Linked DNA regions of Sus scrofa: regions 1 and 2 are each linked to region 3. The links are chromatin contacts, called in public Hi-C maps. All regions are on one chromosome and are shown on one strand. Each heading gives the region's core, a stretch centred on a gene start, on an enhancer-like site or on the middle of the called end of the contact. The rest is flanking DNA. Distances are from core to core; before and after follow the strand shown. Region 1 has its middle 360 kb from the start of SALL1. Region 2 has its middle 390 kb from the start of SALL1. Region 3 has its middle 33 kb from the start of SALL1.

What was found. Hi-C and Micro-C count contacts between places; a contact is called where the count stands out from the background.
Region 1: a contact with region 3 is called in a Hi-C map of liver, with 2.4 times the contacts expected there. The contact joins two enhancer-like sites. A contact is called at or near these places in 2 of 47 Hi-C or Micro-C datasets (liver and skeletal muscle).
Region 2: a contact with region 3 is called in a Hi-C map of liver, with 9 times the contacts expected there. The contact joins two enhancer-like sites. A contact is called at or near these places in 3 of 47 Hi-C or Micro-C datasets (liver and skeletal muscle).

Annotation. Positions count from the first base shown.
Region 1 is chr6:33,366,218-33,371,030 of Sscrofa11.1, forward strand. No RefSeq gene overlaps it. Among named protein-coding and RNA genes, the nearest start is that of SALL1, 360 kb to the right of the region's middle. Within about 2 kb of position 3,009, at least 6 of the 83 cell types and tissues checked have an H3K27ac peak or open chromatin away from gene starts, as enhancers often do. A contact at or near this core is called in liver, where this site is marked.
Region 2 is chr6:33,341,596-33,346,186 of Sscrofa11.1, forward strand. No RefSeq gene overlaps it. Among named protein-coding and RNA genes, the nearest start is that of SALL1, 390 kb to the right of the region's middle. Within about 2 kb of position 1,411, at least 1 of the 83 cell types and tissues checked has an H3K27ac peak or open chromatin away from gene starts, as enhancers often do. A contact at or near this core is called in liver, where this site is marked.
Region 3 is chr6:33,762,772-33,767,104 of Sscrofa11.1, forward strand. No RefSeq gene overlaps it. Among named protein-coding and RNA genes, the nearest start is that of SALL1, 33 kb to the left of the region's middle. Within about 2 kb of position 2,625, at least 10 of the 83 cell types and tissues checked have an H3K27ac peak or open chromatin away from gene starts, as enhancers often do. A contact at or near this core is called in liver, where this site is marked.

The sequences.
Region 1 (4,813 bases), core at 1,759-4,258, 400 kb before region 3:
AACTCACTTTACAAAAAAAAGACCACATTCAAGGGTGGGATATGACCACATTCAAGGGTAAGAGAAAGAATATGGAATTTCCAGGGCCACTGATGCGGGTTGGATTCGAAATTACTCCTATGACATGTGTGATCTCAGACTTGAGATTTTCTCATTTTCTCATCTCTAAAATGGGGGGTGAGGAGCCCCAGGTCTCTGTTGTAAGGTTTGACCATGATACTTGTAAATTGGATGGTGCTTGGTGGGTATCAAAATGTCACCAATCATCCTAGATTTTAAGAATAATTACAGTAACACCCAAGGCTGCAGAGACTCAATAGAGTGGGGAGGGGGAAGAAAAGTGGGAAAAAGGAGAAGAAACCTGCTAGAATGGGCAGAAGGGACACAAGAAAGAAGAAACTGCTGGAGGGAGGGAGCTTGGGCAGCAGGCACAAAGAACATCAGGTCTGATGCTGGATGATTTTGAAGTCTCCATGCAGAAGGCTACTCTGGAGCCTGAAGCAGCTCCTGGTGCCACTGCCCCTGCAGGAGCGATGCCAGCCCCGTGCAACCCAGCCCCGTGACCTTGTGAAGGATCAGTCATTCTTGCTTAGAGGTTAGAGCCCCTGTAACCCCCATGAAACCAGTTCCCAAACTATCCTATGCTCCCTTTGCAAAGACAAAAGGCAGCATTCCCCCTCCTAAATGAATCCTCTTTAGTCCCCTACAAGTGCCAACAGCACTCTGAGTCCTTTTTTTCTTTTCTTTTCTTTTTTTTTTTTTTTTAAGGGCCATTCTTTTACAGCATATGGATATTCCCAAGCTAGAGGTTGAATTGAAGCTGCAGCTGCCGGCCGACGCCACAGGCACAGCAACACCGGGTCTGAACCACATCTGGCCTACACTGTAGCTTGCAGTAGCACCAAATCCTTAGACCACTGAGAGAGGCCAGGGATCCAACCCACATCCTTATGGACACTCTGGCAGGTTCTTAACCCACTGAACCCCAGCGGGAACTCCTGCTCACTGAATTCTTGGTGGCCATGGGGCTCAGCCTCCCAAGGTAGCCTGGCTGCCCTGAGCTGCCGAAGGAACTGGAGGAGGGCAGGAAGGACATTCCCTGGGGGCAGTGTCACCCACAGGAAGACTTCAGTCTCCAAGTTTCCATTTCTGCGCAGCACCTGATGAAAGGAACTCATTTCCAAACCCTATCACCCAGGAAGGAGGCCAGCAACAGATGAAAAGAATTACACAACTTTCCCAAGTCATTGAAAGCGTGGCCAACAGTGCTAGAAGTCCCGGGTATGAAGTTTCCAGACAAGGAAGAAAAATGGACCAAAGGGAATTTCTTTTTTAAAAAGGAAGTGAATCTGTATTGAGATAATTCAGCAGAGAGATGACTCTGGCGAAGCCTGGCTCTGGTTCCTTGCCATCATCTTCTCCTCCGTGGCCTTATTGAAAATTCCTCCTCTCTCTCCCTCTGGGCTCCCCCATCCCCACGTCAGGGCGGGCCCCCTTTCTACGAAGAAAATAGAGGTTGCAATGTTTGGCATATTAATTCAGAGCATATGGTCCAAAATATTGTTTGCTATGGCTCGTGGGCTTATGATATTTAATTTAAAATAGTTTTTCCTAAATAAAAAGAGACTTTCTACAGATGGCCATTAAAAGCAAACCGTTTTGGCTGCTCAGCATTGTTAAAATACAATGTTTTTAAAGCATTTTATAGCGCGTTGGCCCTTTGGCAAGAATGGGGTGTTCCGAAAGTATGGGGGCTTGGCACGATGACCAGATGGCCCTGCTGCAGTGGTCAGCAGCCTTATTCTGGGGACGATTTTTATCTCCGTAAGCTCGATTTCCTGGTGTGTAGAAAATGTCCTTTGTCAGACCTGAAGTTGTATTCTGATCTGAGAAAGTCCGACCCCTGGGATCAAGCGGCTGAAAGGGATGGCCACAAAGGCTTGATGACGTCATTTCTCGTTAAATCCGAACAGATTGTTTCCACAGCAAATGCGCAGCAAGCCCAAGGCCAGGTGTTCCCGCATTTTCCATGTCACCTCCAGGGTTAGTGGGAGGACTAGGGGGCTTTCGTTTTCTTTTTGGTCCTCTTTTAACAATCATCTGAGGTTGAGGACGGCTGCGGAAAGGGTGAGCTGGTACTTTCAAAGCTTGGGGGGTCCATGGACAAGTGAAATATGGCGGGGCGACACCAAGCAGGTGAGGGGTGGTTCTGCTGTTCTTGGTAACGGAGCTTCCTCAGAGCGGTTACAAAATACAGATAACTTCTGATTCCTCTCACGGGAGGGGGGGGCACACCATGAATTATGTCAAACCAGCTTGATTTCTTCAACCCATTCATTTTAAACTTCAGAAGATGGCAGCAGACCCAATGAGGCAGAGCCCACGAAGTGGCGTCACCATGAAACACACAAGGGACAATGACAAGGAGAAGAATCAAGGTGCTAACTTATAAGCTCTGCTCTGAGTGGGGGCCATGCTGCACAGCCCTGGTCTCCTTCTTCCATCCTCCTCTCGCAACCAGCCCCAGACAATATCCTTCGCTGGAATATGATCAGGAGAGAGCAGGTACCTCGGGCTCCAATCTGTTGAGTCAGTTGTTATGATGCAATGTCAGCCGCTAAAGACTTTTGTTGGGAAAGCCGATACTGGAGAAATGGTTTCGTATTAGATCGGGATAGAAAAGAAAGCTGATAGCAGTTTCTAGATTGTCAGTAATCCTTTCTTAAGAGTGGCCAAAGAGAAACAGCCCACTTCCTGTTGGAGGCTCAGAGAAATGTAGAGGTACCAGAACAATTGTTTTCAACGCAGTCCCGTCTGTAATTAGCCATGCACCAACCATGGCGCGGTTTGTTTTTCTAGTTCAGTAACCTTTAACAACACTTGTAATCAGTTGGGTTTTAAAAAGAGGGGGTGAGGGCAGGGGAAAGAGTTACCTTACACCCAGCACAGAGCTTCGGGAGAAACACTCACTGCTGGACACACCTTTCTGCCAGGGTGGCTTTCTGTGCCTTTGTTTGAAGGGATATAAACAAAGCTTAGGGGAACAGAGGAGCAATCTTGCAGTCCCATAGGGTAACTTTATAGGGGAAGCTGTCTCCTTTATCCTTGGAGTGAGGGATTGGGTTTGCAGGCAGCCTGAGGACTGCAACCCTGCCTTTTGGGGCGCTTTGGGGACAGTTATTTACCTGGTGTGCACCTGGATGTCAGTTACTTCAATGGGATACAAACCCGCCAGGGCTTGAGAGAGTCAGAATATGTATCTGGCAGAATTAACAAAACTAGAAAACACCTTTGCTGATGCAGGCAAGACCCCCCACAGGGGCCTTTGCAATTCAACTCCAGAAAATTCTTCAGAGGGGTAATCAATTAACACATGCTGAGGTGAGCAGGAAGGTAAATATTGATTTGTAAAGTTCCTATCTCAGTGGCTGTCTCTCAATGAACTCACGGGGATTGACCCCTCTTAACCAGGCATTAAAATTAAAGAAAAAAGAGACGAAGGGTTTTTTTCCCTGTTCAAAAGATTTTTTTTCCTGTTAATAAAAAGCACTACATGTCGTATAAACAAATTCGGACGTGTAGATAATAGAAAAAGAAAAACCCAAAGCATCCATCATCTCAGCATTAGCTACTGTTCACTGTCGTGACACTGCGAACTTGAAAAGCCAACAAACGAATCATTTCTAACAAAAATCAGGGCAAGAATACATACTATTTTGTCATCTACTTTTGTCATCTTTGAGTCCTTATTGTGGCCATTACTTGCAATTGATAAATTTGCATCTACATCATTTTTAATGGTGGCCTCCTATTGGGTCAAAAGATATACAAAAGCTTATTTTATCAATCTTTTTTTTTTTTTAAGACATTCAGATGGCTTCTATCTTTTTTATGTGTTGTAAACTGCTTCAGTAAACCACCTTCTGGGCAAATATTTACATTAAGTGTTATTGTTGCTGGTGCTCCCATCATGGCTCAGTGGTTAACGAACCCGACTAGTATTCATGAGGATGCAAGTTCCATCCCTGGCCTCTCTCAGTGGGTTAAGGATCTGGCGTTGCCATGAGCTGTGGTGTAGGTCAAAAACACACGGCTTGGGTCCTGTGTTGCTGTGACTGTGGTGTAGGCCGGCAGCTGTAGCTCCAATTGGACCCCTAGCCTAGGAACCTTCATATGCCGCAGGTGCAGCCCTAAAGAGACAAAAGACAAAAACAAACAAAAAAAAAAGTGTTATTGTTGCTTTTCAAGAGGAATAAGTTGGTGATGCTTTAGAAAATGTTCTGAGAACTAAAGTCAAGGCAAGGAGCCAGCTTCAGCTCAGTGACGCAGTGGCCTTCTAAATGTCTGCATAGAAGATGCAAATGCAGTTTCCTAATAGATGTGACTGAAATAGTAAAATAGGAAATGTTAGAAGAAATTCTGTAAAAATACCAGGCATTTAACTAAATTGTACAGGGCCACCCATGACCTGTTAGATGTCTGCCATCCCTAATTTCTGAGCATGCTATTCTAGGAACCTCTGTTTTTATAACACATAAATGCATGTGGCTTCTTCCTGGGTTATTTGGACCAAATACTGTAATTCTTTAAGCTCAGCAGTCTGTTTTAGGGAATATAAAAAAAAAAAATGGGTTCAAATGGTAATAGAGAGCTGGGGGGGAGATGTTGCAATGATAGTGGTAAAGGGCAAAATGCTAGGACAGAGCAGGTCTAAGGCTGTCCTTAGTGAACTTAAAATATATGATTTGATAAAAATAATCTTAAACTCTGCTTTCAAGGAGAGTGTTTATAAGGAGCATGCACAGCAGTTAAG
Region 2 (4,591 bases), core at 161-2,660, 420 kb before region 3:
AAGTTATCATAGGGACAGTAAAAGTACTTTCTCACTGCATCCTTCTGACAGTTGGTTAAGAAAGTGCATATATTTGTGCTGTCTGTGCCCGCTTAGAACAGCAGGGTATACCTAGAGGTGGGTATACTTGGGGACCTCTCCTGGGTGAAGCAGCAATGATGGATTAAGCAGCAATGAGGGTTTCCCTTGTCGATTTGGGCAGTTGTTACAGAAGGCGTCTCCTGGAGGTGAGGACCTGTGTGGTCTTCCCGCATCCATCAGTTTCTGGCTTCCACGTACAGTAGTGACCCTCATCTCACACATAAAAAGAAGCAAATGGATTTGATTAGCAAATACTCGCATCTGCATCCTAATGGACGTCTCTGGGACTTCCTCATTTCAGAAAATTCCGTTTTAATACACAGCACAGTAGTTAAAAGAATGCGCTCTCCCATCGGCCGTCCAAACCCTCCCAAACCAGAGAGAAACATCCACCATTTTCCCGTCAGCTCCGTCAGCAGGATCTAGACCTCCGTGTCCAGGCCCAGGCTAGAAGTTCCTCTTCCTGCATTTGATTCATGCCGTGAATCAAAACACTTAAAATAGGAGGCAAAATGCCCCCAGCGGTGCCCAGTCCAGATGTCCTTACGCCATGGACCTGCCTACTTCTTGCCAGGACCCCCGAGCAGCGAAGCCCACTCTGAGGCTGCTGCATCTGAACTCAATTGCAGCCAAGGAGGCCACCATTTGACCAGCTAAAAAGTCTGACCAGTTGGCACATTGCTGTCTCCAAATGAGCCGGCAGGAAATGGGGTTTCCTAAAACTTGGTTTTAAAGCACTTACAACAGGAAACCATTTCCCATGCATGTTAGATCTCTCTAATGACTGACTAACGAGAAACAGGCTATCTTAATACTCTGCCCCAAGCCATTACAAATGGCTTTCTTTCCAGACTTCATTAGAATATTTACTGCGATTTGGATAGAAGACTTTTGACACTGCAGTCATAAAATTTACAGGGGACTTTTTTTTTTTTCAGTCTAAGAAGAGACTTGGAAGAAATGGGGAAACTCCTCGGCTCCCCCAGCTACCATCTCCTTCATTAGTGGTCTTCAAGTCCTGTGACCTCTAGTTAAGAAAATAAACATCCCTGGGATAGTCCAATAAATTGCCTTCAGAAAAAAAACAGCCTTCGTCAACGCTCGCCTCTTCTGTATATATGTGGCAAGAAAGAGAAAATGCACAGTGTGGGTCCGTCTGTGCTAAACACTGTTGAGGTTGTTACTAAATCGTGGCAACCACGTTGGGAACAAGCAAGATCATCATCCCTGGCTCACCTTTGAATAAACGTGGGGCCAAAGTTACCAGAAGTCACACAGCGAGTGAGTGACAGAGCTTGGAATGGATCCACGTTGATCCAGTTGAAACACAGCTCCTCTAATATCTCCCTCACTGCTTACGCCTACCCTCAAACAGACCCAGTCTACACAGGCAGCAGCTGCTCTGTGCAAAAGAGCTGTGGACTCACTTTTACCTTGTTTTGAATTTCATGCATCTAGTGCCTTCCTGAAAATCATCAACCAGCGTCCAACAAAATTGACATTAAGTCTCTACCCAGAGAAAAGTCATCCTGGGATCCTGTGCAGTAATATTTGTAGTCATGCAATATTCAGTGGCAGTGGTGGCTGCCAAGTAGGATGACAACCCAAGGCAAGGAAACGTAAAGCCGGGTGAGTGAAAGGGAGGCCGTATCTTCAGGAAAGCGGGTTGGGAAGAGACACTGATTTTGACGGTGTGGTCAGGGAAGAATTCTGATGAGAGAGCGTTTGTGGAGAGACCTGAATCAGCAGAGGCAGAGAAAAGCTATGAAATGTTTTGGAGGACTGTTCTAGAGTGAATGAACAGGAAGGATTGGGGCTCCACAGTTGAAATGTGTGGCCCAGGGATCTCTGATGGTGTCTCTGTAGTCGAAGGTTGCATTGATAATCTGAAGTATTCCACGTTCTCTACGTAGGCTATGTCAACACACCGGCATTCATTCATCCTATGGTGTGTCCCACGTCAGAGACCTGTTCAGTGAATCTCACATTAGTGCCTTGGTTTCTGTCCCAGGATGTTGGGAGAAGGCTTCTCCACTCTCAGTAATGCTCTGTGGAACACCTCTTTCTCTAGGATGCTCTGTGTATTTAGAGACAAGAGAAAGGTGATCACTCCTAAAAACAATGTGCTTTCTCTCAGTAAGTAATAAAGAGCAATTGATCCATCATGTTTCTCCATTTCTGCCTTGATTCCTAGGAAGCTCAACATTAAATTGAGTATTCGATTCGGCAAAGTTAGCCTTTAAGACTTTTGAAGAGTTCTAACGCTTAATCTTATATCTACTTTTTATTGCAAGCATCCTCTAGTCCTTTTGGAACTGGTGTGTAAATAGCACATATACATAAAATAATATAAGGCAAGAACATAAGTATTAATTTACCTTAAAAAAATAACATTTGTGAATAGCCCACTGGATACTTTTTCCGTTTACATGGAGGCCAACCACGCAACTCGCTTGGATCAGAAAAAGAATCTATTTCGCAGATTCATAAGCTAAGGCCCCCATGAATGAATGAACCAATGAATCACATTTTCTGGTATCCACATCCTTATGTAGCTTCCTCTCACGTGAACACTGCGTTCGGCCATGTGACTTTTCTTTAGCCACTGGGACATCGGCAAATATGCTTCAAGCAGATGCTCGATAAGCTATCACAGCTATTAGGATTTGCCCTCTTGAAATGTGGCTCCCACCATGTGAGACAGCCAGGTCCAGCCTCACTGACGATAAAAGACCACATAGAATGACCCAACTCATAGCTTTCCCGGTTGAGCCCACCCCACACTGATTCTTCAGCTTCATGAGTGAGCCCAAGCAATGGGAATTAACAGATCCTCATTTCAAGCCTCGAAGTTTTAGAGGATCTTGTTACATAGCAATAGATGACAGATACATGTGTCTGAAGTCTTCTTTTAAGGCTAAAATTCTAGACAATTCTTACTAAGTATCTGAGTCCAGCAATCGCTTATATGCCTTAGAACACTGAGTGTCCTTGCAGGACTTATCTTGCCAGGAAGTAAGACATACCAACAAAAACACCTATTTGCCTATCTTCTGAGAGCCTACTACATCTAAGGAATCTCTTTTGAGCTACGGGTGACATTGATAAAAAACTATATAATCACTATCCTCAAAGAACTTAGTAGACTATAAAGCCAAAATAATTTAGACAGTCTGGGATTTCAAGAGAAACAGATGAATAAAAAATAGAATAGGAAGTCTAGAAACATATCCCAATAAAAATAAGCATGTAGTATATCTTAAAAGTCCCAAACCCTATCAATGGCATTTAAAATATAATAAAAATATTTTTCAAAGCATGGTACTAAAATGAAAAGTTAGCTACTAGAAGAAACACTCTTAAGGTTTCACTTCATATTGAATATATAGAGAAAGTATATATACCACAATCAGTAATATTATGGTCATGCCGAATTTGATAAATATTCAGAATTTTAATAGCTGGTTATTAGACTGGTGGTATCTTAATATTCTCTGTATTAAGGCTAGTTATACTATATTAATTGGAAAATGCTACAAATTGGGGCATTTATTTATTTTTTATTCTTTATTTTGTTGACACTTGGTTTACCAGCACACCATTGACAATGGGAAATATTTATACATTTGACCTCAAATATCTTTAAAATTTGTTTTTAAAAAATCTAGAAAATGAAGTTGAGTGAACAGTATATTTCCTATATGTGAAAAAAAATATATGTATAGAAAAATACCAGAAGGAAATTTTTCACCCTGTTTTTTTCTTTATACCAGCCTGTGGTTGCCAGATTTTCCATAAGAAGCCATGTCTTTCTTCTCATTATTCCAAAAATTAAGACAAAACAAAACAATTTTTTAATGTCTAATTTTACAAGCAGAGAACAGAAAAAGTCTTCCCCCTCAGCATTGTGAAAATAGTAATACTTATATGCCAGGCATCACACTAGAAAATTGATGTTTATTGTTGAATCCTCGCCACACTCCTAGTTTACAGATGATAATATCGAAGCCTAGAAAAGTGAAGTGAGGAGTTCCCATCGTGGCTCAGTGGTTGACGAATCTGACTAGGAACCATGAGGTTGCAGGTTCGATCCCTGCTCTTGCTCAGTGGGTTAACGATCCGGCGTTGCCGTGAGCTGTGGTGTAGTCTCAGACACGGCTCGGATCCTGCGTTGCTGTGGCTCTGGCATAGGCTGGCAGCTACAGCTCCGATTGGACCCCTAGCCTGGGAAGCTCCATATGCCACAGGAGCGGCCCAAGAAATGGCAAAAAGACAAAAATAAAAAATAAAAAAAAAATTTTTAAAAAAAAAAAAGAAAAGTGAAGTGACTTGGCCAAGGTCATACAGGTAGTAAACAACAGAGTAAAATTCTCCATTCTCTTCATCCAGCGGTGCTGATTCCAGTGTGAAAATGTGACTGAAGCTAAAAGTCATCTTAAATTACTGATTCTCATAAAATCCCATAAAATTCATATATCTGTAGGTCTCTCAAGCTTCACATTAGAGGCTC
Region 3 (4,333 bases), core at 1,375-3,874:
TTCATTAGCTCTCAGCTCAAATGTCACCGCCTCCAAGAGGCCTTCCAGGACTACTCAGTCCAAAAGAAAACTTTTTCTCATATTCTCTCTCTCTCTTTCCTTTTCTTCTCTTTCTTTCTTTCCTTCCTTCTTTCTTTCTTTCTTTCTTTCTTTCTTTCTTTCTTTCTTCCCTTCCTTCCTTCCTTCCTTCCTTCCTTCTTTCTTTCTTTCTTTCTTTCTTTCCGGCTGCACCCACAGCATATGGAAGTTCCCAGGCTAGGGGTGGGATAGGAGCTGTAGCCACTGACCACAGCCACAGCCACCCCGGATCCGAGCGACGTCTGCCAGCTATACCACAGCTCACCACAACACGGGATCCCCCACCCACGGAGCAAGGCCAGGGATTGAACCCGCATCCTCATGGATACTGGTCAGCTTCATTACCACTGCACTACCACGGGAACTCCCTCACATCCTCTCTCTTGGACACATCGCTATGTTTTATTACCATCACAGCTCGTATCACTGTCTGGAATTATCTTGTCCATGTATATGTTTATTGATTTATTGTGCATCTTCCATGAAAGCAGGGACTCAGCCTGCCCTGTCTCCCACTGAATTCTACCCATTTCAGTGCCAGGGTATGGAATGAATGATTGAATGAATGAAGGAGTATATCCAGGTTGAGAAGCAAGGTGTAAAACAAAATAAACCATGTCATGAATTCTGGCCTTAGAAGCTCTGCAGAGTGAAGCCGATGTGAAGGTTTTATGAGCAAAAGTATCAGATGAGTAGGAAAGGAATTGCTATACTTCCTTCAGGGTGTATAAAGAAAATTAAATTAGGAATAGAGGATGGCAGCCTGTTTGCAGCTTTTTGTTCAGATATCATGAACATGCTGTATAATGCAAGACTCCTTTTCCTTTTTCTGTGTCTGCTTTAAAATTATAAAAATACAAAAAAAAATAAAATTATAAAAATACATGGTCATGGTAGACAGTTTGCAAAAAAGGAAAAATTTAAATAAGGAAAGATATGCTGCATTATTCTATCACCCACAGATAACCATGGTTTTCATTATTTTAAGGTATTTCTAAGGGTGTTTGCCCTTTAGAACATTTTCAATATTTAAAAATGCATGTGTCTTATAAAATATACACATGGCCATAATATGGTCATGGTTTGCTTTTTTATTTTATTAAAAAAAAATTTTTTTTTGTCTTTTGTCTTTTGAGGGCCGCACCCGAGGCATACGGAGGTTCCCAGGCTAGGGGTTGAATCCGAGCTGTAGCCACCGGCCTACACCACAGCCACAGCAACGCAGGATCTGAGCCATGTCTGCAACCTACACCACAGCTCACAGCAACGCCGGATCCTTAATCCACTGAGTGAAGCCAGGGATCAAACCCGAAACCTTGCGGTTCCTAATTGGATTCGTTTCCAATGCGCCACGACGGGAACTCCATGCTCTTTTATTATTAAACGTTGTAAGATGAGCATATCCTCACGCCTAAAAAATGTCTTCAAAGACATCTTTTAGGAGTTCACTTGTGGTGCCATGGGCTAAGGATCCAGTGTTGTCATTGCAGGGGCTTGGGTCACCACGGTGGTATGGGTTCGATCCCTGGCCTGAGAACTTCCACATGCCACGGGCATGGTCAAAACAAAACAAAACAAAAAACCTTAAAATACCATATTTTAATGGCTGTTTAATAGTCCATTAAATGGATGGAAATACATAATTTCTTTTTTTTTCATTCCCTTGTCCAGAATGCACTCTAACTTTGGGCGAGCGCTCTTTGAAGTGGAAAAGAAATATCTAATGAATGAATGTTCCCCTTGATGACAATGGCAGTTCCCAACTGGGGGCGATTTTTGCCCTCAGGAGACATTTTTGTTTGTTGCCACAGAGGTGGCCGGTGTGTGTGCTATTGGCACCTGGTGGGGAGAGGCCAGGGTTGCTGCTAAACATCCTACAGCTCACAGGACAGTCCCCACAACAAAAAGAATGATCCAGCCAGGAGGTCGATAGTGCTGAGGTTGAGAAACACTGTCCAGGCCAGTGTCAGGGTTAATATTCAACGACCACTTAAAATTCAAATTAGCATTCTACCATAAAAGTACAGGACTTTGCCCTGGAATTTTGTTAGAGCAATAAGAACCCGAGTTGCTAGCATCTGGAATGACTGATATTTAACTTCCAACGTTTTTATTTTAGTTGGACATTGTAAAGGACAAAGGGATGTGAAATGAGTAATTATATATTTCTTAAGATGTTCTTAAGGTGAGCCCTAAAAGTTTATCTTCACTGGGATGCATACTTCCATGGAGACACTGAGGCTGGGAGAGGGTACAGTCCAGGCTGTTATCCGGCTCAGCAGAGAAGTGATTGGGTTGATATTGAAAGAGAGTTTCAGAATTCCAAAAGGGGTTTTGATGGGCATTTAGTTCAAGTCACATATTTCGGATCCTCTATCTCTGCGCCTTTTCTGGAATGGAGGTTTTCCTCCTGTCCTGTTTTGCAATCAGTGAAAACTCATTGGGGAATTCCATGTGTCGTAAGCCGAAACATCAACGCCAACCCCCTTCTCCTCTGTTGAGAAATGCGCGTGTCCCTTTTATCCCAGCTTTCCATCTTTGGGACTTTACCCGACCTTCGCAGAGACAATTGTTAGAGAGACAATATGTTATGACACATCCTGGAGGATGATCCAAATACCATGGGTTCAATTCAGAACAAAGGAATGTTGGCCACTCTTTTTCTTCTACCCACATTCTTTCTGGGGTTCATGGTGAATGGAAGGGGAGTTGAACTTGGGAAGGTTTGGCATTGTGTTTCGGATATCGAAAGATGAAATGAAGACCCTTCCCTAGGAGGTGCCCAGTAAGAGATGGAAAACAATGGCATGCGGCTTCGCTTTCTGAGCTGTGATGATGGAAATGCGATCTTTCGTGAGTGCAGACTCAGAATTTAGAGCAGTGAGTGTGGGCGGAGGTCAGTGATTCACGCCTCAGGATCGATGTTTGTGCCTCTGACCTGGATCCCTACCGCTTGCTGCACTTGTTGGCAGACTTAACCTTCTGCAGAATTTTATGTGGCTTCTCTGCAGAGCCTCAGACCTGCGGTGAGCCATCAGGGGATCTGTGCTTGCCTGTCAGATCCTCTTCCAGGAGGAAGACATCGCCCTCTCCTCATCTGCTCTCCCCAGGGTTGGCTGTAGACATGAAGCCTCTCTGGGCTCTCTACGGCTAATGACACAGTGTATCATTTGGGAGGCCCAGGAGAAGGGGGGCGGGGGGGGGGCAGGACCGGGAAGATGGAAGCTCAGAACTGCAAGACAATTTAAAATAAGCAATCAGGGGCTGCAAGAGAGGATGCTGGCTATCAAAGAAGTACCAGAATAAAAGAGATGGATGGGAAGTCAATTCCTAGATCTCTCTCTTTTAGGTGATGGGCAGTCTTTTTTCTTTTTCTGCTCTCGGTCGGCAACCTTTGGTTTCCAAATGCTCGTTTTCTTTCTAATTTTCCATTAAAATATTGATTCAGCTGCTGAAAATGATACAGGCAATGCTCTCAAGAGTTGCAGGGCTGTAGAAAGGCAGGCGCCCTCCTCACTAGCAAGAGATACACATCTGCAGATACGAATGCACCCAAACATGCAGGCGGCAGCACAGAACACGCGCACACACATGCACGCTCACCCACACTTGCATACAGTCTGGAGACTGCTGTACACTTAGGCAGTGTGACAAATGTGATTTGCTCATATTTAACTGAATCCAAGATTCCAATCATTGGGGCTGCAATGGCTCCACAGGGTGCAGGTGGTAAGAACGGCAAGTTGAAAGGAAAAAACTTCAAAATATGGACAAACATACTTCCTACCACAGAATGCCTCCAAAGAATGACTCCAACTCAGGGAAAAGCCAAGAGATGGGATCTTGATTTATTATTTCTTTTCTTTCTTTTTTTTTTGGTCTTTTTGCCTTTTCTAGGGCTGCACCCGCGGCATATGGAGGTTCCCAGGCTAAGGGTCTAATCGGAGCTGTAACTGCCAGCCTACGCCAGAGCCACAGCAACTCGGGATCCGAGCCGCATCTGTGACCTACACCACAGCTCACGGCAACACCGGATCCTTAACCCACTGAGCGAGGCCAGGGATTGAACCCGCAACCTCATGGTTCCTAGTCGGATTCGTTAACCACTGAGCCAGGAACTCTTTGATTATTATTTCAATCAATTTCATCTTTGCACAAATACTTAGGCAGTATCTCTCTGCCTGCCAGATGCCACGGTGATGCCTGGTGAATGTGACATCAGCATTGCCCTCAAGAATTAGGAGGTTCACATAGT